Regions from separate parts of the Mus musculus genome. Here regions 2, 3, 4 and 5 are each linked to region 1. A link is a contact called in public ChIA-PET, HiChIP or PLAC-seq, Micro-C and promoter capture Hi-C data. All regions are on one chromosome and are shown on one strand. The core of a region is the stretch at or near the end of the contact, and the rest is flanking DNA. Distances in the headings are between cores, read along the strand shown.

What was found. Promoter capture Hi-C pulls out the DNA fragments that hold promoters and counts their contacts. A called contact is a pair of places that touch in the nucleus more often than the background predicts. ChIA-PET counts read pairs in DNA pulled down with a chosen protein or histone mark. HiChIP or PLAC-seq counts read pairs in DNA pulled down with a chosen protein or histone mark.
Region 2: a contact with region 1 is called in a promoter capture Hi-C map of embryonic stem cells, with 3 times the contacts expected there. The contact joins the promoter of Ier3 here to the promoter of Trim39 in region 1. A contact is called at or near these places in 2 of 39 promoter capture datasets (embryonic stem cells and pre-B cells), 3 of 484 Hi-C or Micro-C datasets (embryonic stem cells and rod photoreceptor), 2 of 115 datasets of contacts at active chromatin or transcription factors (embryonic stem cells and pancreatic cancer cells) and 1 of 9 other capture datasets (adipose tissue).
Region 3: a contact with region 1 is called in an RNA polymerase II ChIA-PET map of memory CD8 T cells, with 22 read pairs. The contact joins the promoter of Mdc1 here to the promoter of Trim39 in region 1. A contact is called at or near these places in 1 of 39 promoter capture datasets (pre-B cells), 2 of 484 Hi-C or Micro-C datasets (both in embryonic stem cells) and 2 of 115 datasets of contacts at active chromatin or transcription factors (embryonic stem cells and memory CD8 T cells).
Region 4: an H3K27ac HiChIP or PLAC-seq map of double positive thymocytes shows a contact between it and region 1, with 6 times the contacts expected there. The contact joins the promoter of Dhx16 here to the promoter of Trim39 in region 1. A contact is called at or near these places in 1 of 39 promoter capture datasets (pre-B cells) and 1 of 115 datasets of contacts at active chromatin or transcription factors (double positive thymocytes).
Region 5: a contact with region 1 is called in a Micro-C map of embryonic stem cells, with 4 times the contacts expected there. The contact joins the promoter of Prr3 here to the promoter of Trim39 in region 1. A contact is called at or near these places in 8 of 39 promoter capture datasets (the C10 cell line, cranial neural crest, embryonic stem cells and 5 more), 9 of 484 Hi-C or Micro-C datasets (CD4 T cells, CD8 T cells, the HL-1 cell line and 4 more), 4 of 115 datasets of contacts at active chromatin or transcription factors (cardiomyocytes, double positive thymocytes, embryonic stem cells and 1 more) and 3 of 9 other capture datasets (adipose tissue, liver and pancreatic islet).

What each region holds. Positions count from the first base shown.
Region 1 is chr17:36,267,832-36,273,625 of GRCm38.p6, reverse strand. It overlaps Trim39 (tripartite motif-containing 39), which reads left to right and starts at 2,193. Exons shown (of 7, transcript NM_178281.1): 1 at 2,193-2,289; 2 at 4,560-5,017. The coding sequence starts at 4,565.
Region 2 is chr17:35,818,111-35,823,904 of GRCm38.p6, reverse strand. It overlaps Ier3 (immediate early response 3), which reads right to left and starts at 2,192. Exons shown (of 2, transcript NM_133662.2): 1 at 1,977-2,192; 2 at 994-1,867. The coding sequence starts at 2,186. The coding sequence ends at 1,595. It overlaps Flot1 (flotillin 1), which reads right to left and starts at 548. Exons shown (of 13, transcript NM_008027.2): 1 at 404-548; 2 at 42-98. The coding sequence starts at 84.
Region 3 is chr17:35,838,787-35,844,580 of GRCm38.p6, reverse strand. Mdc1 (mediator of DNA damage checkpoint 1) reads right to left here and starts at 3,083. Exons shown (of 16, transcript NM_001010833.2): 1 at 2,902-3,083; 2 at 11-149. The coding sequence starts at 146.
Region 4 is chr17:35,877,475-35,883,268 of GRCm38.p6, reverse strand. Dhx16 (DEAH (Asp-Glu-Ala-His) box polypeptide 16) reads right to left here and starts at 3,491. Exons shown (of 20, transcript NM_026987.2): 1 at 3,151-3,491; 2 at 1,747-1,991; 3 at 1,474-1,639; 4 at 1,191-1,247; 5 at 573-827; 6 at 221-424; 7 at 1-136. The coding sequence starts at 3,357.
Region 5 is chr17:35,976,469-35,982,262 of GRCm38.p6, reverse strand. It overlaps Prr3 (proline-rich polypeptide 3), which reads left to right and starts at 2,968. Exons shown (of 4, transcript NM_145487.4): 1 at 2,968-3,136; 2 at 3,820-3,882. The coding sequence starts at 3,025. Gnl1 (guanine nucleotide binding protein-like 1) reads right to left here and starts at 2,308. Exons shown (of 12, transcript NM_008136.2): 1 at 2,016-2,308; 2 at 1,481-1,646; 3 at 1,065-1,201; 4 at 805-956; 5 at 634-705. The coding sequence starts at 2,088.

The DNA.
Region 1 (5,794 bases), core at 944-3,443:
CAGTGTGCTCCAGGTTTCCAGCTATGTGAGCTGTCAACTACACGGGGGTGGACTTTGGTGACACCGTGTTGTCTTTGAGTTATTTCTGTTCCTGTAAGTAACTCCTCACCCATATTCCTCTAAATAACCCCAGTAAAACTCATGCTTCACCACATCGGACTTCAGTGGTACGCATACTTTGGTCCGTGTCAGTTTGTTGAGATGAGCAGACACGTGTTTATCTCCCCAGAAAAGGTCTGTCTCACAACAGAGGGACAAGCTACCTATGCATCCAGTAGTGTCAATGTGCATCCTAGCACTGACTCCTCCTGAGTCCATTACATCTGTACCAGCAGACGATCCCTCCACATCAACTCATCCCCTCCACAAAAATCTTCACCATGACAGGTTTATGACACTTCCAAAAACAACAAGCGTTAGCATTTTGTCTAGGCTCTGCCCCAGTTACCTCTCTTGCCTTCTTGCTCTTACTCTGTCCTGTCCTGCCTCTTCCCCCTCTCTCACCACTCGCCTCCTCCTCTCTCCCCACGTGCTCATGGCACTCACGGCTGGCCTCTACTTCTCTTTCTTCTCTTCTCTGCTCTCTTCTCCCCCCCCCCCCCCACCTTTCTCCGTCTCTACTACCCTCTCAAATCCCCTCCCCATTCCCTGAATAAACTCTATTCTATACTATGCCATCGTCATCGTGTGGCTGGTCCCTCAGGGGGGAGGGATGCGGCAGCATGGGCCTGCAGAGGCACCCCTCCTCCCACACCTGACTACACCTCCACCAAACACACTCCTTCTCTCCTTATCTTTTTATAAAACACAACAAGGAGGCCAATGTGCAAGTCTGGAGTCTATCCATAAGCTCCATCTGCTCTCCCAGAGAAACTTAAGCAAGGTCTTCAAAGAGAAAGAAGCAGGCTTTGGTTCCCACCCAGTGTTTCCTGAGCACAGGATTTGGTCCTCCTGGCATCCTAGATGCAGGGGCAGCAAAGCACCGAACTAGACCGGTTTTCTACACTCCAGCTCCAGCCAGGGAAAGCGTTTCGCTAATGTCAGCTGTGGTGGCTACTCCTGGTGGTCAACTTGACTATCTGGAAGGAATTACAACCCAGAATTGGAGGGCTCACCTGTGATCCAGATCTTGAGGCTGGAAGACACAAGTTTCTGACCTGGATCTTGACATGGAGATCTTGAGGTACAGTGGCCATTAAGTTTAGGACCAGGCAAGGCAGTACACGACTTCAATCCCAGACTGGGGCAAGGAGTTCTCTGAGTTCAAAGTCAGCCCGGGAGAAAGCAAGTCCCAAATCCAAACAAGGTGGTGCACACCTTAATCTGGGCCACGCCTTCTGCTGGAAGTCTACATAAGGACATAGGAAGAAGGAAGATTCTCTTCTTCACGGGCTTGCACTTACTTGCCAGCACATCTGTCGGAACCTACTTCTACAGAAGACCAGCTGAAAGAACTAGCCACGTGGGACTGCGCAACTACTAGATTCTTGGACTTCCCATCCACAGCTGCCCATTGTTGGGTTAGCCTGTAAGTCATCACGATTAATTATAGAGAGAGAAACATTCACTAGGTTCTGTAGCTCTAGAGAACCCCTGGCTAATACATCACCCAACCGGAGGAGGGGAAAAGACGCACCTCGGTCTGCAGCCAAGATAACTCACCTACTACAGCTTGCCGGTTAAATTGCCAAACCTCAGCCAGTCGGAAGTGACGTGCCAGCATAGACTCTCAGGTCGGCCACGTAATACACCGCCGCCTTAAACAGCAACCCTCCCCCAGAATTGACCCGGAGACCGGGAAAGTGTGGCCCAACGCCCACAACCCGTAGCCGCCCAGGCCTCTGCGGTTCCCAGCCCCACCGAGGACCAGCTTGAGCCTCTGCGGGCTCGCTGACCGCGCAGCTCTGCCAGCCCAGCCACGGCGCGCTGCCCGCCATGGGGTTCGGCGTCTCGCCACGCGCATGCGCGGCCCTCAGTCTCCGGGGGACCGCTCTGGTCACCTGGGCGCCAGCACCTCAGCCACGGGAAGCGGCGGGTTCCCTCTCGCCCGGTAAACTAGCCGCGCAGGCCCTCGCCTCCGGCTCTCCGCCCGCCACCCGCCGCGGGCCCGACTAGGCCCTGGCACGGCGGCTCGGCGCCGCGCAGCTGTCTTCCATCGCCGCAGCGCGGCTTCCGCTTCCGGCGAGTATTGTGTGTCGCGCCGCGGGGCGGGGGTGAGGGGAGGAGGAAGGAGGGAGGCAGTGCTCCGGCGGCTCCGCGCCCGGCACTCCGGGACCCGGAGCCGGGAAGGTAGGTGCTGCGCCGCCGCCACAAGGGTCCCGCAGCCGGCTCCAGCGAGCGGGCTCCTCTCGCCGCGGCCCTACGCCCGGCGAGTACGTCAGCCGGCCGGCGCGCAACCACAGCTGCCTCCGCCCGCCTCGGGCCCGGAGGACGTTTGCCGCCCCGGCGACGTCAGCGCGTCCGGCGTTGCTTGGCTACCCCGCCGTTCCCCTGTCCCGCTGCCTTTGGTCTCCCCGGGTGAAACTGACGCAGTCATCGCGGGTCTGGGCTGCGACATGGCAGCGGGCATCCCACCTTCACGTCACACCTCTCCCTCACTTAGACACGCATCCGTTCCTCCCTGCCAAGCACGACGTATGCTCCCTCACTCTGGTCCTCATGCTCCCGATATGGCTGGAGAAGATGGAGAACGGGTGGGACAGAGTTGTGGCCAGTGCTTGAAAGAGGCTCCTGAGGTGGTACCCAATAGTGATTAAAGGCAAAACGTGGACGTCTCTGACGCGATTACTTACACTGAGATCGAGTAATGGAGAGTGGGAGGAAGGATCAAGCCAGAGGAGCACAAGGCCATATTATGGCTGCCCTCTACACCACCACCACACCACCCCCAGCTCCAAATCCTCTCCGTTCTTCACTATCCTTGAGCCCGTTTCTCTCTCATACCATCTATTTGCTAATTAGATACATGCAGGTCTCTCAAGTGTGAATATGGTTCAGTTTTAGGTGAGGATGCCACTTATCTGTAGGATTGAGGAGGAGGAGGCTAAGTCACTAGTCAAAACTGGATTCTAATGGGCAGAGAAGAAAGAAATCATCCAACTGTACTTATCTGGATCAATTCTTTTCTCCATTAAAAGAGGATAAGTTACCAACTCCTACTTAAAATCCTTCCATTTGTACCACCAGTATACAGAAATAATCATTGTTGCCCCAATTCATTACATGGGCACTTTTCTGTCGATGGGTAGACCTATCAAATTTCCTTCCTTTTTGGGGGGCCCCTTTTGGGACAGAAGGAAAGTAGGGGGTTATGGGACCAGATAAATTAGCTTACTTATGTATTGACATCTTAAGAATGGAGAGCTTTGGTTGTCTCTTTCCATACACTTATTCATTTATTGAGACCAATAACTATTTATTGGTTATATTTAATTTAGGCTGGCCTCGAGTTCCTGAGGCTCCTGCCTTTGCCTCCTCGGTACATGCGCTACCTACCTAGTATTAACCATACCTGGCTAATTTCCTTCCTAATCACTGACTATCTAAGGAGTTAGTTATCAGTAGTGACGTTGAAAGACTGCAGTCACCACTGAATGTTTAGAATGTACTTGCCAGCTCTCTCTCCAAGAAGCTGCTGCCCTCAATGCACTCAATGGTGCTTCCTTAGAGCTGATATGTATTTGTTGCTTTGCAGCCATCCCAGCTGCACACAAATAGAAATGCGGTGAGTGACAGGAGCATCTTCAAGAAGAGAGCGTTCTTCCTTTGGGCTAGTTTGGGGAAAGGAAGAACCATGTCATGCTTTCCCTGAAACAGTGTGTTACTGTAGTGTAACTCATTAAGAGGAACAGCAGACAATCAAGGCTAGACTCTAAAACAATAAACTTCCTATGACGTTAGAAGAAGTAGCTTGGGGTTCTTTGAAATCGATGCAGTAATTATATATGAAGTTCTTTAAAGTAGTAATGAGTTCTAGGGCTGATAGTCAGTTTTAATAGATATGTAGATATATTATTTGTTTTACAAATCTTACTCTACAGCCCAGGCTAGCCTTATTCTTGTATTGATCCTCCTGCCTCACAGTGAGCCACCATGCCCAGCTAAAATCTTAATACTTTGGCTTATGTGACATATCTCATTTCCCATGGTTCCCTCCCTGTAGAAATAAGATCTGTGTAATTCAAGCTAACCTAGAACTCATTGTGTAGCCTACGTTGGCCTTCAGCTAATGACAGTCCCCCTACCTTGACCTCAAAAATGGCTAGGGAAATGGGTTTCAGTCGCCATATCAGGCTCCTTTTCATTGCTGGTATTGAAAAAGCAGAGGTAAAGAAATTCTGGGCACTGCTGATATTTGCTGACTCAAAATAATAATAAAATAATAATAACAGTGATGGGGAGAGGTCACACACACTGTAAATAGACCAACAGATGAAAAGGTGGAAATGGGAGAATACCAAGATGGGGCTTCATCTAGACCTATGGCTTACTGGGAGCTAATGTCAGGAAACAAAATAACCCTCCAACTAACACTTCTTTCCTCTCTCCCTGCCTCCAAGTTATAATGGCAGAGACAAGTCTGTTAGAGGCTGGAACCTCTGCAGCCTCCACAGCCGCTGCTCTGGAGAACCTGCAGGTGGAAGCAAGCTGTTCTGTATGCCTAGAGTATCTGAAGGAGCCAGTTATTATTGAATGTGGGCACAACTTCTGCAAAGCGTGCATTACCCGCTGGTGGGAAGACCTAGAGCGGGACTTCCCTTGCCCTGTCTGTCGGAAGACATCCCGATACCGGAGTCTCCGGCCTAACCGACAGCTAGGCAGTATGGTGGAAATCGCCAAGCAGCTCCAGACGGTCAAGCGGAAGATCAGAGATGAAAGCCTCTGCTCCCAGCACCACGAACCTCTTAGCCTTTTCTGCTATGAAGACCAGGAGGCTGTCTGTCTGATATGTGCAATTTCTCATACCCACCGGCCCCACACCGTCGTGCCGATGGATGATGCTACACAGGAATACAAGGTAGGCAGCCAGGCCCATGATGCTAGGGTTGGGGGTTGGGGAGGGCAGCTGAGAATATACTCTGAGTAGTCCCTTCCTGACTGTATACATCTGGTCAGTTGTCCTCCATTGAGAACAGTGAGGAGTACCCTAAAATTTCTGTAACTTACTGCAATAATATTGAGTCTTCCAAATATATCAGATTTTAAATAAATGAGTGGAACCACATGATCTGAAAAATATTTTAGAAGAACTAAAAAAGATTTTGATTTAAGCCTTTTTACTTAGGAAGTAGTTCTTTTCCCCATTTGTTGGAGGTAGCTAAAACCACTTGAGACTGATATCCAGCAAACTGTGCTGAGCCAGTCTGCATCTTCCCATAGAATGGGTAACAGCATTTAACATTTAAATCACTAGTGAGGGCACATGGTAAATATTTTACTAATAAAAATCAAAGATGGTACTGCCTAGGATTCTGCTTAACATTCTGCTTAACAAAGTCTTGAAAAATATTTAAGGTTATTTACAATCAAGATTTATTTTGTTTCTAAGTAGTTAGATTTGAATAGAGGCACGGGTTTAAAAGGGTATCAAGACAGGCGTGGTGATACAACACACTTGTAATCCCAACACTCAGATGGAGGAGGCAGAAGGATCAGAAGTTGGTTATTCGTGACTCCATGTCAGGACTGCTGGAAACCTGATCATAAAATAACAATAATAAAAGTGCAGAAGGCAGCTTCTGGCAGGAGGAAGGTGTAGCCTGGTACTAGAGACTGTTCTATCATACACACCTTT
Region 2 (5,794 bases), core at 943-3,442, 450 kb after region 1:
GAGGGCGTGGGGTGGGTGTCACTGGCTGGGAGGAGACTTACCGGAGACCACCATGGCCTCATTTGGGCCACAAGTGAAAAACATGGTTGAAGCTGCAGCTGGAGAGGAATAGAGAGGAAGCCTTTGCAAAGGGGAAGGGGCCCTGTGGCACCTCCTTACCCTCCTATCAGGAGCACCAACTGCCTCTGCCACCGCCCAGTCCCTTGAGCGCCCCTGTGACAGTCCTAAGACACCCCCCCCCCGGACTTCTTCCTCTGTGCCAGTTGATTCTCACAGTCTTCCTCTCACCGCGCCCCCTAGCCCCTCTACCACACAAAGCTCTCCCGCGCCCAGGGGTCTGCAGCAGTTCCGCAGCCTCCAGGCTCTTCAGTAGCCCAAGGCTCCGCCTCCCATCCCCACTCACCTTCCGGAACGTCCCCGTAAGCAACCCCACCGGGGTCTTGAGAAGCGCGGAGGCCCGCAGAACCCCAGAACGGGGTGGGGACTGCTCGGACACCCGGCTTAGTGGAAGCTGCACTTGCGCCCCCCACCCGGCCGCACCCTGTTGCAGCAACAGACGCGACCCCGCCCCCTCCCAACCCCTCGGTCCGCCCCTTTCCCGGCAGGCTCCGCTCGGGTCCGCAGCACTACAGTTCTCGGCAGCCCAGGGGGATGCCAGACATTCTCCCCCCCACCAACAACCAACCCCCCCCCCCCCCCGCTCGAAGCATTGGCGTGGAAGCTCCGCCCCCAACCGAGGCCACGCCCTTCCACTCTGGTTCCTGAATACCCGCCGCCTGCCATGAGTAAGCAGGTTGCCACACCACTCTCTAACTGGGAAAACCGCACACCCAGCAATGTATGACTGCATCCGGTGACCGGATATAGGTCTGTAACTCCAAGAAAGAGTTCAGGACCCAAGAAAGGGTGAGGACTGGGCACCTAGTCACATCCTCCCGCCACTCCCCCCTCCCCCCCGCTTGAATGATACACTTCGAGAACTGCAGATAATAATGACAGGCAAATCAAGTTTATTCGTGTTCACAGAACATACATACTAGGCGACCCCAGACAGCCGCCCTCTGACAATCCATGGACCCAAGACTCCTGCAGCTGCCCCTGAGAAGCAACCAGAAGACATCAAAGGCCGGATTCCCAAGGGTCTTCCAAAGCCTTACAACAGACTACAGAGTTGAAGTGCTGGAAGACGGAGTGTTACCCCTAATCTTATTACACCCCCCCCAGACTAATCCCCAAGCTGGGAGTCCTACCACCCGGGTCCTCCCTCCCACAACTCTGTCTTACCGACCCTATAAATCGTAATAAATATCTGTGTTACAGCAGGGAGGCATATCTCGCACCCCTGCATAAGTTAGAATAAATATTACATACACCCCTCCTTCACCTAGGAGGATATACATAAATACATAAATATTAATTAGACACGGAGAAAGTCTCTGTCCGTCCCCAGTGGGCCTAGCCAGGACCCGCGGTGTCTCTTGGCGGTAGTGTTCTGAGTTAGCGTTGCCTTAGAAATCCCAGTTTGGGATACGTTCTCTCGCACCAGGTACCCATCCATGGTGCCTTTGTTTCTTCGGACTGTGACCCATCGCGTTTAGAAGGCCGCCGGATGTTGCTGGAGAAAAGCTTTAAGATCCAGCGCATAGTCCGAGGACTCCGAGGTCAGGTTCAAAGGCTCGAGGACCGGGGGCGCAGTAATGGGCGCAGAAATGGGCTCAGGTGTCACGGCGCTGGTAGCATCCTCCGGAGCCAGGGGCTGCGACACACCCTCTTCAGCCATCAAAATCTGGCAGAAGATGATGGCGAACAGGAGAAAGAGGACCCTCTTGGCAATGTTGGGTTCCTCGGTTGGTAGCTGGCGCCGGACCTGAGCAGATAAAAGAGGGAAACGTCAGATCGAAGGTCCCTGCGCCTAGTTGTTACCTACAAGTTCCAGGGCGACGCGACCTCCTGATGCCCACTCGGGCGATACTCACCACTCGAGGGTAGAGCACCCTTCGGCTGCGTTTTCGGTGCCCGCGAGAAGTGTTCAAACGCGCGGTGGACACCACGGCCCGCTCCGGGAGAGGGTCGAAGGTGAAAATTTCGGGACCAGAGCCCCGCCGGAGTTCCGGGCCGGTGGAGGGAGCTGGAGAAGGGGCCCTCAGGCCAGTCATGGTGTGGAGATGGTTGCGCGAGTGGCACATAATTTAGACGTTGTGCAGAGAGTGTAGAGGAGTGCAAATCCCCCGCAAAGCAGAGCTACTTATAGAGCCAAAGAAGGGGCCGGGCCGGGGGGAACTCCGCCCTTCGCAGCTGGGGAGCAGTTGGCTGCAAGGGGCTGGAAATTCCAAGGAGGAAGCAAAATGTAGGCGGAGCCTTGATTGGTTATTCTCTAGGTGCCCCAGTGCACGTTCTTTCCTGGGAGTAGTGAATGCTTGTGGGTAAAAACATTGGGAGTAAGCTCACGTCCGGACATGAGGTAGCTAGAGAGGGGCTCTCAGACACGTAGCAGATGGTCCAGCCACCCTCCTTAGTGAAGTCCAGCAAGATCAAGGGACCACAGAAAACACATTCACGTACTTACTTGGAGGTATGCGCAGGAAACAGGAGGGAAGTCATTGCACAAACTTCCAAGAAGATAAAGAACACACTAGAACCCACAGACCGGGCTCTGCCTGCCTCCGTTCACGTGAAAACCATACACACATCACAGAGATTTCAACAGAGCACACGGACACAAAACTGCAATGGTTACTTAGGGACACTCCCGAGACGCTATTCAAAGGGATAGAGGGAAGACAGGAAGTCCGAAGCTCCTGCCTTTGCCCCATACTAGGTGGGTCACAAAATAAGTGAAGTTTCTAAAATTATGAGACTTTGTGCCCGTCGTCAATAGCACCATTAGGAACCCACGGGATCCCCGTAATGCTTGAGAGACCGCTTTCCCTGAACACAGAAGTCAACATTTCTGAGCACCTCTAACAGTCCGAGTGAAAGTGTGGTGGAAACTACCCATCACAACATGAAACTTCAGCCCTCTTCCCAGCCTGCCAAGCGGAGGCAGGAAGACACAGCAAAGCAAGCTCCAGTTTCAAACGACAAACAAACAAACAAACCAAAACCATAACATAGAAGGGGGGGGGGGGGAGACACTGGTGGCACAGTTCTTAAGAACACTGCTGCTTTTGCAGAGGACCTGGAATCAGTTTCCAGAACTCAAGTGGCATCTCGCATCCAGTCCCAGGAGATCTGATGCCCTTTTCCCTTTTTGATCTCTGTAGGCATCTACATGCATGTGGTACACATACATACTCAAAGACAAAAGACTCATATGCATAAAGTAAAAATGAGACATATCGCTGGGCGTGGTGGTGCATGCCTTTAATCCCAGCACTTGTGAGGCAGAGGCAGGTGGATTTCTGAGTTTGAGGCCAGCCTGGTCTACAGAGTGAGTTCCAGGACAGCCAGGGCTATACAGAGAAACCCTGTCTCGAAAAACTAAAAAAGAAAAAAAAGAAAAAAAAAAGAGAGAGAGAGTAAGAGAGATATCTTAAAACAAACAATTTGGGTGAGATGGCTCAGTCTGATGTCCTGAGTTTGATCCCTGGGATCCACGTGGTCAAAGAAGATAACTAATTCTTAGAAAGTCACCCTCTGACTCCCATACGTGGTCACATATGCCCACACATACACACTCCCGAATAAGCAATTGAATTATATATGAATATATGTGCACTCTTGAGAGCTCCGAGCTCAGTTCCATGAGAGGAAAGCAAGCCAGGTAAATCTGTCACTTTGGTCTGAAAGATTTTATCCCCTGGACTTAGGAGGGAACCATGACCAGACTCTTCTGATGGGGACCCTGAGGAGTTAGTGTTCACATCTGACTCATAGTAAGGGAGGCTTCAGTCAGGGGTGACATTTGAGATGACCCGTTAGGTGGGATATGACACATGCAGATGTAAAGGGTGACTGTAAAAAAAGAAAAAAGAAAAAAAAGAAAAAAATCAGCAGAGGCTCAAAGCTGGAAAAGTACAGGATTGATTTGGGGGAATCTCAAGAAAAGCCACCTCACAGTAAGTTTCCTGTGTAGGAGTCATGGAAAGTGCTAACAGTGGGATGGTGGGAGAGGAGCTGGGCAGAGAGGAGAGCTCACCAGACAGGCTGAAAACCCACGTTTGACCCCAGATCATAGAGCACAGGCCAGGAATAAGAGCAGTCTAAACTGGAAGCTGCCTGGGATGAGGACCATGCCCCCGAGGGGAAGAATATGAGGGGCAACAAGCTACTGTAGGGACCTCGGGCAGGGACTAACAGCAACCTGACTGAAATGAGGCTCCAGGACTAGCATGAGATCACTTGATTTAGGTAATCCATTGAGTGTCATTGGAGAAAGGACATTCAGGGGCTCCAGGGCTCTGGGCTGTACCTGGGTCGGAACTTTATCTCATGTGAGCCTGGTGAGTATATATGATTTTCCCCATCATTCAGTCAGACGCTGTGGTTCACACACCCTGTCCTTCATAGAACCCAGCACAGGGCCTTGCAAGCAGTTCTTGCTCAATCATCCTTAAAAACGTGTGTGTGTGTGTGTGTGTGTGTGTGTGTGTGTGTGTGTACATGCATATATGTGCACCCCACATGTGCAAGGACCAAAAGAGCCATAAGAAGGTGCTGGAACCCCTGGAACAGGATTTACAGGTGGGGTATAAGCTGCCTGATTTGGGTGCTAAGAACCAAATTAGGGCCTTTGCAGGAGCAGCAGGTTCTCCTGACTGCTGAGGCTTCTCTCCAGTCCCTCCATAATCTTATTAAGTGAAGATGAAAATAAAGAACTAGGGCTGGTGAGATGGCTCAGTGGGTAAGAGCACCCGACTGCTCTTCTGAAGGTCTGGAGTTCAAATCCCAGCAACCACATGGTGGCTCACAACCATCTGTAACAAGATCTGACGCCCTCTTCTGGAGTGTCTGAAGACAGCTACAGTGTACTTACATATAATAAATAAATAAATAAATCTTTAAAAAAAAAAAGAAAAAGAAAATAAAGAACTATATGCAGAACCATGCACACACAGTATCCTTAGACCAGCTGGGTCCTGCAAGCTTCTGAACATTAATAAATTCCTCTAGACTTCTCAGATAAACAATGTCCTAAGAAAGGCTGGGGAGCTGGAGAGGTGGCTCGGAGGATACGAGTGTCTCTGCTCCTGCAGAGGGCCTGACTTAGAATCCCAGTGTCCCCATGGTGGCTCACCATCATCCATAACTCCAGTCCCAGGGGTTCTTGTTTTTGTTTTTGTTTTGTTTTTTCGAGACAGGGTTTCTCTGTGTAGCCCTGGCTGTCCTGGAACTCACTTTGTAGACCAGGCTGGCCTCAAACTCAGAAATCCGCCTGCCTCTGCCTCCCAAGTGCTGGGATTAAAGGCATGTGCCACCACGCCTGGCTAGTCCCAGGGGTTCTAATGGCTTCTTCCAATCTCCCCTGGAAACAGATACACAGATGGGTGCCCAGACATACCTGCAGGCAAAACTGCTCACAAATAAAATAAAATGAATACATTTAATTTAAAAAAAATGGGACTTCTTTTCTTCTTTTTAAATGGGGACTTTAAATAGAGCCTCGTGTATGCTAGCCTTATGTTCTACCACTGAGCTATATTCAACCCAAAAGTTTTATTTTATTTATTTTTATTTTATTTATTTATTTATTTTGTTTTTGTTTTTTTGTTTTTCAAGACAGGGTTTCTTTGTGTAGCCCTGGAAGTCCTGAAACTCACTCTGTAGACCAGGCTGTCCTTGAAGTCACAGAGAT
Region 3 (5,794 bases), core at 1,834-4,333, 430 kb after region 1:
ATCTCCTGACCTCTTTCTGGTCCATGAGTTCCACTGAAGAGACGTAGCTGCCCTATAGGCTCCACACTATACCCCAAGGAGCCACTGGATAGTTCTGTCTCTTCCTCTTCTTCAGCATCCCAGTCAATCACCTGGGTGCTTTCCATGATCTGTAAAGGAAACACATAATCAGACCAGGCTGGCCTCAAACTCAGAGATCCCCTTGCCTCTGCTTCCCAAGTGCTGGGATTAAAGATGTGAACAACCATGAGGTGATGATTTCCTATCAGTTATTCTAAAGCATGTAACAATATTCAGGGGTGGGAGAGTATGCCAGAAATAGAATGTTTGCTTAGCCTATGTGAGGCCAAGTGTTCAATTCTTAGTACTACCAATAAGGAAAAAAAAATCTATTTGATAAAAGCATGTTGGCATATATCTATAATCCCTGCATCTGAGATGAAGCAGAAAAATTAAGAACTAGAGAAGCCGGGCGTGGTGGTGCACGCCTTTAATCCCAGCACTCGGGAGGCAGAGGCAGGCGGATTTCTGAGTTCGAGGCCAGCCTGGTCTACAGAGTGAGTTCCAGGACAGCCAGGGCTACACAGAGAAACCCTGTCTCAGAAAACCAAAAAAAAAAAAAAAGAACTAGAGACCTTACCAGGCATGGTGATGTACAGCTTTGATTATAGCAATGAGAAGACAGAGGTAGGCAGATGTCTACTTGGTCTATATAGCAAGTTCCAGGCTAGCCAGAAGTAGCTAGATCATGGATTCAAAAGGGGGTGGGGTGGGGGGGAGGCTGGAAAGATGGCTTAGTGGTTAAGAGCACTGACTGCTCTTCCAGAGGTCATGAGTTCAATTCCCAACAACTACATGGTGGCTCGCAACCATCTGCAATGGGATCTGGTGCCCTCTTCTGGTGTGTCTGAAAAGAGCAGTGGTGTACACATATACATAAAATAAATCTTTTTTAAAAAATGTAGAAACCAGCCTTGGCTACAGTGAGACCTTGCCATCCAAAACGGAACACGTACATATTTATACTTCTGGCCATGACACAAAGTATACCATTATATAGAAAGGGATACTTTATGGGATTTGTTTGTTTTTAGATACTACAGACTGAATCTAGAGCCTCCCACACCAAAACAAATGCTCTACCACCAAACTATAGCCTCAGCCCACAGATGGGTACTTCGTTTAAAGCATAAAAAAACATGGTAAGCTGGACTGAGGTGGTGTATACCCACAGTTCCAGCTGAGGGCAGCTGAAACAATGTAATTGCTTGAGTCCAAGACTTCCAAGTTAGCATGGACAACACAGTAAGACCCCTTTAAAAAACAACAACAACAAAAACCAGCAAGGTGGCTCAGTGGTTAAAAGCACTGCATGCTCTTCTAGAATACCTAGGTTCAGTTCTCAGAACCCACACTGGTTCACAACAGTTTGTAATTCAAATTCCAGGGTATCTGACACCCTCCTTGGAGCCACGCACTCACCTGTGTGAGGGTATGGGCTTTGAGAAACAATGGTATGTGAAATATACTGTTTCTGGGCCTGGAAAGATGGCTCATCTGTTAAGAGCACTGATTACTCTTCCAGAGGTTTTGAGTTCAATTCCTAGCAACTACACGGTTCACAGACATGCGTAATGGGATCTGATGGGTCAGATATTACACACACACAGGAAAACTAGTGATGATCAAACTTAGGGTCTTGTACATGTTCTAGTTTTTAAAAGCCCATCTACCACTCCCTAATTGATTTCATAATCCTCTATTGAGTATTGTGTTGTATCAGGCATAATAGCCAAACGAGACAGGGAAGTAATAACTCCAAAAATTGATTTGCTCAGAATAACACAGCATGTAAATAGAAATGAGTCACAAAGCCCCCAGTTTATACACTCTCATCAGCATACTTCAGCTTGAAGTGCAAAGAACCAGAGAAGCTAACATATAAAGAGGGGTTTATATGTTAAACAGTTTTAACACATTAGGTTGACTGATTCATTTGTTCTTGAGAAGAACCCTGTAAAAGTATGGTTGTTCTTTTTTTTTTTTTTTTCCCAGATGAGAAACGTCAACATAGATGGGTTAAGGACCGTCTCTAAATCACTCCTAGCGTTTTCTCGTGGCTGCTAAGTTCACAGAATTAAAGTAGCTCCTTGGCAAGACCCTTTCTGTCTTTGTTTGCTTGTTTTCGAGACAGGGTTTCTCTGTGTAGCCCTGGTTGTCCTGGAACTCACTCTGTAGACCACCAGGCTGGCCTCCAACTCAGAAATCTGCCTGCCTCTGCATCCCCAGAGCTGGGATTAAAGGCGTGCCCCACCACGCCCGCCCGGCCCCCTTTCTGTCTTTGACATCTCTTTCCAGATCAGTACGGGTGGAACTGTATCTACATCCCCACCTCCCCTACTCGGGTCCGTCCTATTTACTCTGCAGGAATTATGCACACCTGGTACCGGTCAGTATTTGGGCATGCATCCTCAAAATGAATCCTGCTCTCATGGTAACTACATAGCCGGCGTTACTAACAGACAAACTAGAGACAGAAATTCAAAACTGCATGGGTGGATTTTACCTATAAAGATGTCACACACGGGGAAAACGCTGAAAGGAAAAGTAGTGTACCCCAAGAAGTAAACTCCGTCCTGCCAACCCAGCAGACGCCTACGACCCTTTGCTCCAAGTGAAGGGCAACCATCTTTGGTACCTACGCTGGAGTTCGTTCCCTCGTGGCCTAAGGTTTCCGTGTCACCAAACCTACACCCGGGCCAGGGCGCCAAGCAAGGATTAGCATAAAAAAACCTAAAACCGCAACCCAAATTACCTCAGCCCAGTGACACCTAGGGCACGCCCCTCCCGCCCTCAGGAGGAATCAAAGATGGTAACCCGGGCGCGGGCTGCCGAACTCACCGACTGAATCCGCGCGCGCGCGCCACCAGTAACGGCCGCTACCAGGTGGCGGGAGTGCGAATCCCGGAAGAGAGTCGGTGGGCTGATTGGCTCCTGGAACTGTCTTTTACTGCTGGAAGCGCGCCGATTGATTCAAGTCGGAAGCCCCGCCCCTGCCTCACCTCCTCACAGCTCAAATGTGCGGCTACCGGCGGGAAACAGGCTGAAGAAAACGCTAATCAGGAGGGTGTGGCCTGAGAATCCCGCACCGTGATTGGGTAGTGCCCTAGGCCAACCCTCCGTCGCTACGTCATCCACGGACTACTTCCCGCGCAGATTTCCAAACGCCTACCAGAGAGTCTGGCGCCAGTTACCGGCGGCGGCTAGAAGGGCTCTATCATAGAAGTCATTCCAAGGCCAGAGCGCCCTTCTCGGTCATCCCAGAAATGGCGCCAGCTGACTCACGAGAAATGGGGGGTTGCAGGCAGCAGTCGTGGCTGGAGGCTGCAGATTGGAAAACACCCTGTAGGCGTGGCACTTTAGAACTCCCTATTGCAGAGGGATTTTATTTCCGTTTGATTTGGACTGTTTACTTGCTTTTCTTCCACATCTATGTATGTACGTATTAATGTATAAAATGACGGACTTTTTTTTTTTTTTTTTTTTTTTGGTTTTTCGAGACAGGGTTTCTCTGTATAGCCCTGGCTGTCCTGGAACTCACTTTGTAGACCAGGCTGGCCTCGAACTCAGAAATCCGCCTGCCACTGCCTCCCGAGTGCTGGAATTAAAGGCGTGTGCCACCACGCCTGGCCAATGACGGACATTTTGAGGTCATCTTCCTAAATGGAAGATCCTAAATACAGCAAGCTGTTTTGCTAAAACCTCAAAGTCTGTCGTCGTCTTTCAAAAGAGGAGAAAAGTATAATAAAATAATTTATTTCATTATAATAAAACATGAAGGTATTCCAGGAAAGTGGCTTGTATAGTTCTTTCCCGTTGGTTTTTTCAATATGTCCATAATAAATCGCCAGACGTTTGAAGCTTTAAGTTGGATGACTTATCCGTGTTCCTAAAGTAAATGAGACAAATTCAAGTAGCACGAAATAATCAATAATCGCTTTCATTGTTGGCATAACCAAAATTGAAATATTTTTAATGAATAAAGGAGTATTGATGTAACTTAAATGTTCTTTGTTGTTGTTGTTGTTGTTTTGGTTTTTTGTTTTTCGAGACAGGGTTTCTCTGTGTAGCCCTGGCTGTCCTGGAACTCACTATGTAGACCAGGCTGGCCTCGAACTCAGAAATCTGCCTGCCTCTGCCTCCCAAGTGCTGGGATTAAAGGTGTACACCACCACTACCCGGTTAAATGTTCTTTTATTTAAAAGATGACTTGAGCTGTATGTTGATTGCATGTCTTTGATTCATTTTCTTTAAGCCAAAGAAGGGTCTCACTATGTGCCTCCGCTAACCTCGAACTAACTAACTTAGCAGGTCAGCCTTGAACTCACAGGGATCCTCCTTCCTTTCACTGGTACAACACGATTATATTCTAGATACTGCTTACTACATTCTAGATACTGCTTACATTCTAGATACTGCTTACTAGACCCTTCCCTTTGTTGTTGTTGTTTCTCTTTTTAAAAGAGGTTTTTATGTGTATTGGTAGTTTGCTTGCATGTATGTCTGTGTACTACTACTATGGGTGACAGAAATTGAACCTGTTCTGAGAAGGGCAAATTCTCTTAATTGCTGAGCCATCTCTCTAGCCCCACGTATGTTGTGTTTCCAAGACAGGCTCTCATTTTGTAGACTAGGTTAGCCTCCAAAGTGCAATGATCCTTCTGTCTCAATATCCGTATTTCTTGGGAGTTTGGGCAGGCACAATCTAATTTTTCCTTTCTATTTGTTCATTTAGAGACTGAAGCTAAAGCTTGTACCTCAAGCTGTCTAGGTAGCCTCTAGGTAGCCGGTGTTGACCTTGAACTTCCCTTGCCTTCTAGTCAGAATTCGGGGACTAATCATGTGAACCACTCTTGCTCTAATTAATCATTTTGTATCCCTTTAAAGCTTTGAGGATACTTAGTAATTTTCGAAACCCTGGAAAGAGAACATTAAGGCCTCTAACTTGAGCCCATTCAATCAACTCCCTTCTTCCTGCTCAGTTCCAGCACATTGCCACAGACTCACCTAATGAATAAAATCATTTAACTGGAAAAACAAACAAATCCCCTTGCTTCAAGCAAGTGTCTGAGAGAGGGAGGCACTGTCTAAAGACTGACATTCTCTTAGTCTGTCCACCCTACAGCCTGTCCTGACAGGATGACCAGAATGTCTTCAGCGTCGTCTGAAAGGCCCAAATCCCACGCAGATTTTACATACACCTTCTGTCTTAGGCAGGATTTCCATTCCTGCACAACCAAGAAGCAAGTTGGGGAGGAAAGGGTTTATTCAGCTCACACTTCCACATTGCTATTCATCACTGAATGAAGTCAGGACTGGAACTCAAGCAGGTCAGAAAGCAGGAGCTGATGCAGAGGCCATGGAGGGATGTTCTTTACTGGTTTGCTCAGCTTGCTCTCTTATAGAACCAAGACTACCAGCCCAGAGATGGCCCCACCCACAATGGGCCCTTCCCCCTTGATCACTAATTGAGAAAATGCCTTACAGTTGGATCTCATGGAGGCATTTCCCCAACTGAAGCTCCTTTCTCGGTGATAACTCCAGTCTGTGTCAAGTTGACACATAAAACCAGCCAGTACACCTTCATTCTTTTGGGACATCAGCTCCATGCAGTTTTCACCACGATCTTTGCAATTTTGTTTCTCTTTTGAAAATCCTTGAGACAACTCCCTTGGAAACAGAAGGGTAATTCTTTCTTCTGGAGGGATGCGAGGGAGCTGTGCCTTACTGAAAT
Region 4 (5,794 bases), core at 2,242-4,741, 390 kb after region 1:
CGATGATGAGGACCTGATGGTTGGCAATGGCGGCCAGAAGCTCCTCTCGGAAGGGGAACACGGGCAGGCTGCGGCGCACAGCCTGGATAGATTCCTTCTGCTGGGCCTGGGCTGACAGGGGCGGGCCTGACGGCTCCTGAGGATGGGGACAGGGACGGTGAGGTCCCCACCACCTTTAGAGGCCCTCGAGTCAGCATCCCAGACTCTTTCTCCTTCTCACCTCGTCACCCTGGAGTTGAGCAGCACGGACAAACTCGATGGTCTCGTCCTCCTCCAGCACCAGCTGGTACTTGGCCTCCTGCGCAGCAGCATCTCGGGCTCCAAACTTCAGGGATGCAGCACCCAGCTGGGCCTCCTCCCAGCGCCGCTGCTCCTCTCCCGGCGCACCCGATTCCTCCTCAACGATGTCCACAGTTCGAGCTGGCTGTGGAGAGAGACGGGAGCAGGGAAAACTTAAGAGTGGCCAGGGCTGCCCGGGTCCTCCCCACCACTGCTTTTACCAGCTATGAACAGGAGAGGGGAAAGACTAGCCATCGTGCCGCCTCTCCCACGAGCAGGCAGGGTTCCCTCACCTGCCCTCGGGTCTCCTTGGGCATGTGGTAGCGATTAGTGGCCTCCAGCTTCTCCTGCTCTCCGGCTGCCCGGTACTCCCGAGCCAGGTCCCGCACACGTCGCTTGTACTTGAGCTCCCTGCGCTCATGGCGACTCAGCTCCACGTCCCCAAACAGGACCTCCTCATCAGCCAGTTCCGCCTCCAGGTCCTCCAGTTTTTCTCGCTCCCGCTTCGCCAGGTATTCCCGACGAGACTTCTTACGGAGCTCAGGGACCTGGGTCAGGAAGGGACAGTCAAGTCCTCATCCTACCAGCACTGAAACCCTGCTCCCTGCACACTCAGAGTGTGCAAAACTCCAAAGAGGAGGATGTGGGGCCTTTTGGTGCTAGCTATTTTGTGTCTCATCAAGTCTCAGAGACACAATGACTTGATCTTACCAAGGCGAGAGGATTTGTAACTTTCTCCTTCTACAACCCAAGTCCACTCTTTTCCGGTTCCTGTCAGGCAGGCCCCTCTCCTCTAGAGCCTGACCACCCAGACACATCTCTGCACACTCCCTCTGTGACCCTTCCTGCTACGGCCGACCACTCCAGCCATCTTTGTCTTCAGACACTGCTTTTTGAACCCAGGGTCTCACCATGGCTTTCCGATCTTCCTCAGCCATCTTGAGGCGCTTCTGAGCCTCTTCATAGGCCTAGAAGAAATCATGTAAAGGGATGTGAGGCCAAAGGTACCATTGCTGTCAGGATGACTAATGTCCTTCGCTGCCCCTCCTCGGTGGAGAACCTCTGTCGATCTCAACCAGACAGGGAGAACCATAGCCAGTGAGCCCACGGGGAACCCTAGTGACAACTCTTGTCTTCCCAGAGACAACTCTGCAGCCAAATCCAGACTTGCCTGACTGACTCTCTTCAGCTCACCTTCTTATCTGACCGTTCCAGGACATTCCGGGTCCGGTCCTTGTCCCGTTGCCGAACCCGCTCTGCAAAGGCATCCCGTTCTTCCAAGTCCTGGAGACGCTCACGCTCCGTCCTTTCCCATTCATCCTCTGAGGCTGGCTTCTCCTCCGTGGGTGATTTACTCCCCCTGAACCCAGCAAACCCAGCCCAGTGTATCAAACGGGGGTACTGAGAAAGCTTAGCATCCCCACAGCCGACAGCCTGCTCCAATCCCTCTCCTTCCTTCTGACTTACCCTGCCTTCCTCTTCCCTGACTCGGAAACCTCTTCCTCCTCGTCCTCCTCGTCCTCCTGGTGTTTCTTCCTGAGGTGTTTCCGTCTCTTCCGCTTCTTCTGGAGGCTGCTCCCGTTACTACCCACTGCCTCCTCGCCGCTCTCGCTGTCTTCCAACAACTTATAAGAACGGTTTTTCTCTAGCAGGGCTCGGGCCTCTCGCTCAGCTGCCCGAGCTGGCTTTTCCACCACAGCCTTCCGTGGCACCTGCCGGTAGATATGACAGCTCCTGACCTCAGTACCCTCATTTGCCTACGAACCGGTTACTATATCTAAAGCCTGTCTCCATCTTTCTCTTCTTCGTGGTCTTGTTCTACGGTCATAGCTCAACAGGGCTCCGCAGCTTCTGAACGTCCTTCTAGGAATCCACTGAGCAAATGATTACTGAAAGCCATCCCGTGGTGGAGGCAAAGAACCAGCTCTCACAGGTTGTACGCTCACAGCCTCACACGGGCATATGCACGAACTAAAACTTCTTCCTAACTTTAATGACTTACTTTTATTTTTATGTGCACTGGTGTTCTGCCTGCAACGTGAGCTGTGTGTGAGGGTGCTGAATCTCATAGAACTGGAGTTACAGTTGTGAGTTGCCACGTGGGTTCTAGAAATTGAACCTGGTTCCTCTAGAGGAACAGCAAGTGGTCTTAATCCCTGAGCCATCTCTTCTTGCCCCACGATAGAATTTTTTTTTTAAAGTATTGGTTCTGAGCTTAAGTAGTTTATGTTCTAAAACCCATTTTCTTTTCATGATTTATTTTTCATTTATTTATGTGTATGGGGTACCTGGCAAAGGCCAGAAGCCCTCCGATCTCCTTGGAGCTGGAATTACAGATGGTTGTGTGCCACTAGGCCTGGTTGCTGAGAACTGAACTCAAGTCTTCCAGATGCACAAGGGGTCTTAACTGCTAAGCCATCCCTCCCCAGCCTCGATCCTATTTCCTAAATGCTAATTCTCCTAGCTCTGTTCTCAGTGACTCTTTCCCAGGGCTGGGGATTGAATCCAAGGCTTACTGTATGCTAGACAAACATTCTACCAACTGAGCTACATCCTTAGGCCTGGGGTATGTGCTGTAACTAACAATGGCTCTAGCTTAAACATGTATGTAGAGCCCCATCTCGAGTCTTCTCCACAGACCTGTATACACCCAACACCTAGCATGATATCTAGATAACAGAGGAAAAAAATTAAATGGTGGGCGGAACCAAGAATGAAAGGTCTCTCTGTCACCCCACTACCAGGGAGGCTCGCTGCAAGTTCTAAGCCAGCCTGTGTACTATATTGAAAGTTGCAGGCTATCACAGAATAGACAGCCACACTGCGTACGAGCCAATTCGGCTGTGAGTGGCCTGCCCCGGCGGCACACACCTTGCTCCAGAGCTTCAGGGCGAAGTCCCGCGCCGGCCCCCCGAGGTCCAGGGTGTCGGTGTCCCGCAGGCGCTGCACGAACTCCTCGGCGGAGGCGCAGCGCTGTGCGGTGCCGATCAGGAACTGCGCGACGTGCCGCTCGCTCAGCCCCAGCACCGAGTGCAGCTCCTCCTGCACCCACCGCTCCAGCCCCGCCGGCGTCGCCATGGCGACGCGTCCTGCTCCGGGCGCGCAACCGCGGAACGGCCAGGACTGCGGCGGGGACAGAGCCTGCGGTACTACCGCCTCGCTCCGGCTGCCGTAGAGACTCCAATTCCACAGACCGCGAAACCCGGAAAGAGTCGCGCTCTTCCGGCCAGGGATCGACGGTGGCTGGGCGGGTTCAAATCGCGCAGCCTCTTTCCCGACGCTAAGTGCAAGAGGCTTTCATGCACAGCCTCGTCCAAGCTCTCCGTCGCCCCCTAATGATCTGTGCGCGGGTGCAGTTCTCTATCAATACAAGCTGTCAGTGATGACTAACTAGTTCCCACAGCTGGGATAAATAAAAGACGTACAAATCAGGGTTAGGAAAACAAGATATATAACAAAGGGCTGGAGAGACGGCTCAGCGAAGTCGAGTTCGATTCGGTGCACCCACATCCCTCACCAACAACCACGTATATCTCCAGATCCAGGAGGATCTACCACCTCTGGTCTCTTCTGACACCTGCACTTGTGTGCACGTGCTCATACACAAACACACATACACCTAATTTTTTTAAAAATAAATTTTTTTTTTTTGGTTTTTCGAGACAGGGTTTCTCTGTCTTGGAACTCACTTTGTAGACCAGGCTGGCCTCGAACTCGGAAATCTGCCTGCCTCTGCCTCCCGAGTGCTGGGATTAAAGGCGTGCACCACCACGCCCGGCCTAACTTAAAATATTAAAAATTAAAACAACAAAAACTAAAGGTACATAATAAATACATTTAGGTGGGAGTTTGGGTATCATAAGATTTTAATATTTATTTATTTAATGTGCATGTGGGTTTGCCTGCATGAATTTATCTGCACAGTATGTGTGTGTGTGTGTGTGGTGTGTGTGTGTGTGTGTGTGTGTGTGCCCTTTTAGGTCAGAGATATTGTGTCTCTCTGAACTTGGAGTTACTGGTGGTTGGGACCTGCCTGATATAGGTGCTGGGAACCAAACACCAGTCTTCTGAGAGCAGCAAGTGCTCTTAACCACTGAATCATCTCTCCAGCCCCTCTATTGGGTGTGTGTGTGTGTGTGTGTGTGTGTGTGTGTGTGTGTGTGTAGGCATTTTACTTGCAAGTATGTATACCACTCAGAATCTGGAGGAGGGCATTGGATCTCCTGAAAATGTAGTTAGGGGTGTTTTTGAGACATCACGTGAGTGCTGGGAGTTAAACCTAAGTGTTCTTAATTGAGAAGCCAGCTCTCCAGTTCACCATTTAAAAAACAAAAACAAAAAACAAAAAAACACGGGACTCATGTACAATTAGCTGGCCTTGTATGTACTACATAGCTAAAGATAACTTTGAACTCTTATTTATTTATTTATTTACTTACGCACTTAATTACTTACATCCTCAAAGCTGCCCCCTCCTGGTCCCCCCTGAAAGAGTTTCTCCCCCTATTCCCCTTCTCCTCTGAGAGGGCACCTCCCCACCCCAGTATCCTCCCTACCCCCCACCCCCCACCCCCGCAACCTTGAACTCTTTTTGTTTGTTTGTTTTTTGTTTTGTTTTTTTGAGACAGGGTCTCTCTGTATAGCCCTGGCTGTCCTGGAACTCACTCTGTAGACCAGGCTGGCCTCGAATTCAGAAATCCTTCTGCCTCTGCCTCCCAAGCGCTGGGATTAAAGGTGAGCGACACCACCGCCCAGCAACCTTAGACTCTTGATCCTGTTGTTCCTACTTCCCAAGTGTGGGGATTATAGACATGTACTATCACACTTGACTGAAATGTGTAATTTATGTACAATCAAAAATAATGAGAGGCAAACTGGAGAGATGGCTCAACCAACTATTCTTCCGAAGGTCCTGAGTTCAAATCCCAGCAATCACATGGTGACTCACAGCCATCAGTAAGGAGATCTGATGCCCTCTTTTGGAGTGTCTGAAGAGAGCTACAGTGTGCTTACATAAAATAAATAAATCTTAAAAAAAAAAAGCCGGGCAGTGGTGGCACATGCCTTTAACCAACACTTGGGAGGCAGAGGCAGGCAGATTTCTGAGTTCGAGGCCAGCCTGGTCTACAGAGTGAGTTCCAGGACAGCCAGGGCTATACAGAGAGACCCTGTCTCAAAAAACCAAAATAATAATAACAATAATAATAATAATAATAGGCAATTTAAGTAGATTTTATTTCCTACTGATGGGGAGCGAGTAGAATGGATAAAGTCAAAACAAAACACTCCACATTTTAAAAAGCAATCCAGGTATGTGTTGCTAACAGCTTGGCACATACCTACTGCTAATGGTTTGTTGTGAGCTAACCCCTCCCCAACACAGATGAGATGACACTGCAGGAGAAGATTCCAACAAACACTAACTCAGTTCTCTGAGCTTCAGAAAGTGGACAGGCATGGATGTCTCAGATCTCAGAAATGTGACTGACCACCTGACCAGCGACAGAACTTGAGT
Region 5 (5,794 bases), core at 1,719-4,218, 290 kb after region 1:
ACAGGGACAGGGACCAGGTAAGAAGTACACAGCTCTATGCACGCGTGTACATGTCTGTGTTAGGTGTGTATGGCTGTGTACATCATATGTGCATGTGACAAGGATCAGAGATGAATAAAAAGTTCAGCTCCTGAGGCTGGGGTGCGACTCAGTGGTAAAAAGCTCAGGCCTAGTACGAGCAAGATGCAAGGCCCAGGGCTTCATCCTCGGTGGCAGAGCAGAGCAAAACAAAAGGAAATGCAAATGGTGCCATTGCCTGAGGAACACCAAGGTTGACCTCTGTGGCTTCCCAATTCCAAGCATACCGTCTACAAGTGGGATGGCAAGCACCTGCAAATCAGAGCCTTTCACACACACCCACCAAAAGGTGTAAAAAGAGCTCTCTGGCCGGGCGTGGTGGCGCACGCCTTTAATCCCAGCACTCGGGAGGCAGAGGCAGGTGGATCTCCTTGTAGATCCTGGAACTCACTTTTGTAGACCAGTATGGACAGCCAGGGCTATACAGAGAAACCCTGTCTTGAAAGCCAACCAAACAAACAAACAAAGATCTCTCTGCCTTCCAATTCCTGCCTCAGAACACTCTCATACTAGAATCATCCCCTTTCCCCCTTGCAAACCTTTCAAAGTCCTCACCGGATGTCGGATGTCAGTAATGAGCAGGACGATGTCAGACATCTCTAACACCCGCCACAGCTGCCTCCATGTCTGAAAAGATCAGAAGAGAGACTGTCTTCAGTTTGGCTGCTGCCTGAACCAGGACACTAAGATCACAGTATGTCGACTCAGTAAACACGCCACCATCACCTCCAGATTGTGCTCAAAGTAGCTGAGTTTCTCTGAAGTGTATGCCCCGTGTATCTTCCCAAGGTATTCCTGGAAGCTCCGCTCCTCCTGGCTCATTAGCTGTTCCTTGGACATCTCATAACTCCAAGGAGGCCGCCGGGGAAAGTCCAGGACTGGGAAACAAGGAAAGAGACCGGATAAGCATGAGGACTTTTTCTGGACCCCTTCTCTGGCCAGCAAGTTCCCCAGGCTGATGGCATACACAAGTAGCCCCCACTCACCTGAGCCAGGCTGATACACTTCCCGGATATCCAACTCTAACACTTCAGCACTGACCGGCTGCAACACTTGCTCTCTGGCCGCTCTCTTTCTCCTCTCCACCTCCTCCCGGCTGTCCCGTTCAAAATGCAGCCGGTATCTAAGGGGAAAGGGACCACACATCTAGTGGAGTCCTGTGACAAACAATCTCCTCTTCTGACCACAAAACTGCAAAGGTTCCTCTCCTGGTTGTTCAAGTCTCCTCTAAACAAACTCTTGACAGTCCCCATTGGAAGGCAAGAAAGATTGTGGCCCATCCAGGGAGAACCACCTTCCTTGGCTTCCAGCCTCACTAGTTCCACTTTCAATCCTTCATCGGAAGCTTTTCCTAAGGGTGAGGGCGGGGAAACTGCGGCCAGCGCCCTTCTCCTTGGCTTACCGGTTGGGGTCGTAGCCTCTGGGCCCCAGGCCCTGGGAAGGTTGCTGGTTGAGCCTGCGGATATGATGGGTCACGGATTCCCCATCCGACGTGTCCGTCTGCTCCTCCCGCCGCTCCCGGCTACCGCTGCGGCTGTTGGAACTGGAGCGCAGCCCATCTTGGAGCCCTGAGGGGAGGGGCCGGTGACGCCGGTGTAGACCGGTTCTTAGGGGACCTAAAGCCCCCCGAGCCGGTAGGACAAGCTCTTCTTCAGCCGACCCAACTTCTCCAGAGGCTCCATCTTCCCAACCGCGCGCCCCAACCCCGTCCCGGATGGGCCTGGAGGTCGTCACAGCGCCCTGTGGCAGCAGCAGCAGAAGCAGAAGCAGAGTTTCCCATCCCCCACCCTCCACCCCTCCCCGTCCCGCCGCTGCGGGAAACCCCCACCGTGGCAGCCCACGCGGGATCGCGAGAGCCCACCCACCCACCCCCCGCCCGCGGTGCCGCGGCACAGCCCTCCTCCAGAGCTGCGCAGCGGCCCCGCCCCCTCCCTGACCTCGCTTCCGCTCCCGCTTGTCCTGCAGCTGCTTCTTCTTCTGCTTCACGCTGAAGGGCTTCTTCCTCGGCATGGCCCCGGAGCCCCGGCCCGCCCTCCGCCGAGCTCCCCGCCGCCGCAACTGACTCCCCGGGGCAGCCCCCGCCGGCGGCCCGGGGCCCTGGGGAGGCGGGGCCGCGGTGACGTCAGCAGCGAGCGGCGGGGAGCGGGGAGCGGGGCGGCGGGGATGCAAGCGGCGGCACGTGAGAGTCCGCGGGTCCGGGATGCACGGTGCGGCGAGCGGGAGACGCGCGTGGGAGGCCCGAGCCGACTCCGTCACGGGCGCTACCAAGTGGCAGTCGCGGGAGGGGGGACGCGTGTCACCGCCGCCCGGCGCTCCCGGGAGCTGCCACTCACCTGGCGGGGGCCGGGCGACGGGGCGAGGACACGCCCCACCGCGCGGCCGCCTGGAGAGGATGGCCCCTGGCGGGAGAGCCGGGACTGCGCTGGCTGCCCGGTGGACTGGCTGCCCCGTGGACTGGCCTGCGGCAACAGGACTCGGTAAGGAGATTGCGGAAGAGGCAGGTTCACTGGCCACACGTGCGAGCGCGGGTGAGGAGGAAAAGCGAGCGGGACAAGGACTTTTGGAGAGAGGTCAGAGAGCACGGAGTTGTGGCTGTAGTTGTTGCCATGGTAACTGGGGCCCGGATGTGGCGACCTTAGGATGCGACAGGCCTCTCGCGTGCCGCCAGAGTCCCGAAGCCTGTCCGGTGTCTCACTGGAATGGGGTGGTGCTTTCCCACGTGGAGAGGAACTGCACAAGGGGGAGCAAAGCTTCCCCACGCGCGCGGCGGGGTGAGCGAGGCACCTTGTAGGAGCGAACGGCCGCGGCACATCCACGACCTCCCGGAAGTGGCATGGTGGGCGCCTCGGTCACCCGGCCCATCGCCCACCCGGAAGCGGAAGGAAAGCTAGTGTGCCCCTTCCTCACTGCCCTCCAAATCTTGCTGCAGCCATTGCCGCAGCCGCTATGCCGAAACGAAAGAAGCAGGACCAGCCGCCGCCGCTGCCGCAGCAGCAGCAACATCTCGCACTGTCTGAGCGGGACGAGCCTGGAGATGAGGAGGATGAGCGCCCCATGGGTGAGGGGCAGGGCGTGCACACGCCTGTCAGCCGGCCAGGGGGCTAGGATAGAATGAAATGCGGGGGAGGAGGTGCCAACGGAAGGAGGAAGGGCGCACGCGTGGAGGTGGGGTGGGACGTGGTGGGGGAGGGATGCTGGTGGAACCTGGATTGAGGGCTTCGCTTGCTTGAACCCTCAACCTCAATCTGGCTCCTAATCCTTTCTGGAGAAGGCAGGGGAGGTGGCGGCTCGGCTAAACATCTGGCTTGCGCAACCGCAGAATGGCGGGGGGAGAGGGGTGGCAGCGATGTTACAGATTGTGATGATCGGGAAGACAATTTGTGACCACACTTCCACTGGTTAGGTCAACCTTCTGTGAACTACTCCCCCGAGGGAAGGAGAGGAGAAAAAAACTATGATGGGCCAACAGTTAAGGTGAGGGATTGGGGTACGTGGAATCACTGGCATGTTGTGGATGCAGCACTGTGAGGAAAGAGCTGTTAGAGACCTCTGTTACCCTCTGATGGACTCTCAAACAACTCTGCAGAGGGACGGGCAGATGGACGGGGTGAGAGTTTGCGGCACTGCTGAGTGGATATATGACTTACCTGGTTAAAAACTGAGTGTTATAAGACCACGTAAGGACGAGGTGATCAGTCCTTTGCACCGTTCTGATGGCTGTTTTCTCACGTCTGCTCTTAGGACCACCCAGCCTTCTGGGCCCTCCCCCCATGGCTAACGGGAAGCCTGGTGATCCCAAGTCAGGTGAGGAGAAATTGGGCCCTGATTCATGTTTTAAGCCCTGGAGAAGGGATGGACCCCTAAAGACTTAAACAAAAGCCCAGGGATTGTGTGTACCTAAATGAGGGATCATATATTAACCGTTTGGAAATACGGTGTTGTCAAAATGTTACTTTCCTTCCAGATTAACTCCTAGGTCTGTCTTTATTTGTGTGTAGAAATAAATGTTCTCCATTATAGAGGCTCTAAATGGGACACTACCAAGACCAAAGTGAGAGGGCATAGCAAGATTTAGTGAAAAGCTGCAGTAGCTATGACATTGTGGTTTTCACAGAATGTCAACATAAGTTCTTAACATGTGGAAGGATCAGGAGTTCCTGGCCAGCCTCTCCTGCAATAGCAAATTTGAGACCGGCTAGCCTAGGCTACATGAGACCCTATCTGAGTGCAATCGGAGGCCTGTAGATATATGAACACAGAATTCTGTGTAAAGATGAAATCAACGAAGTGGTTCTGTCAGTAAACAAAGTTGTCTCAATTGGACTTTTTTTGTGTGTAAAACTATGAACTTTGACTTTGTAATAGTCGTACCAAATAAAAACACCAATTCTAAGCAGATTGTAAAATAAACATTCTTATAAAAAGTTAACCATGTCTCATGGTCTTAGAGTAGGTAAGCGTTTGTAAACAGCACACAGACCAGGCATACTGGCAGCAGGAAAGCTCAGAGTTCAGTGTTACCCTGGCCTATATAAGACACTGTCTATAAAATTTAAAAGTAGCCAGGCTGTGGTGGTGCACGTCTTTGATCCCAGCACTTGGGAGGCAGAGGCAGGCGAATTTCTGAGTTCAAGGCCAGCCTAGTCCGGGCTATACAGAGAAACCCTGTCTTGAAAAAAAAACAAACAAAACAAAATCTAAAAGTAAAATGAGGAAGAACAGGAGGAGTGGTACTGTGGGAGGTGGTCCAGTTGATGAAGTATTTACTTCAAAAGCATGAAGTCCTGATTTCAGATCTTAGCAACCATGTAAAAAGCAAAAACCTGGGCCCAACAGTGATAAGGCAGAGGTAGACAGACTCTAGGACTTGCTGGCTAGCAAGTGTAGTTGAATCAGAGTGTTCCAGGTTCAGTGAGACCTTTCAGCCCCTGGCACACACAGACAAAAAGCACACACACATATGTTAATCATAAAGGAAGTATTTATGAATGAACTAAATCAATAACACAGACTTATACTAATCAGATAACACTGCTAACTAGATAGACATGGAACCACATAACTACTATGTATAGTATGGAGCTTTGTTACAAAACTAAAAATAAGCCAAGCCTGGTAGCACATGTCTACAATTTTGAAGGGTGAGGCAGGAGAACTTTTGCGCTATGAAGCTAGCATGGGCTACATAGAGACCCTATTTAACAAATTAAATAAGTACAGTTCCGCTTCTGGGTTTATATTTACAAGAATTGAAAGCATAGTCTTTGGGGATTTGAGTTTTTGTTTGTTTTGGTTTGTTGTGTTATTTATTTGCAGTGAGGTCTCACTGTGTAGCCTTGGCTGTTTGGAGCTCACTGTACAGACCACACTAGACTTGAATGCAGAGAAAATCTGCCTGCCTCTGCTCCCCAACTTTTTGGATTAAAGTCAGGCATCACCAGGCTTGTCTTTTTGTATTTTTTTTTTTTTTTTGAGACAGTTGTTATGTAGCCCCGGCTGCCATCAAGCTAAAAGTATATATATGCATTCAGTGGAATATTTTTTTTTTGAAAAAAGAAGAAAATGTTGGTAGAACCTCAACACAGTATTAAGAAAGTGGGCCCATAAAGATAAACACATGAGCTGTCTGAAGTCAGACTCATAGAAACCATTAGAATGTGGGTTACTGGGACTGTTGGAGATGTAAGGGAAGGGGTTTGTTAAAGGTTTCTGTTTT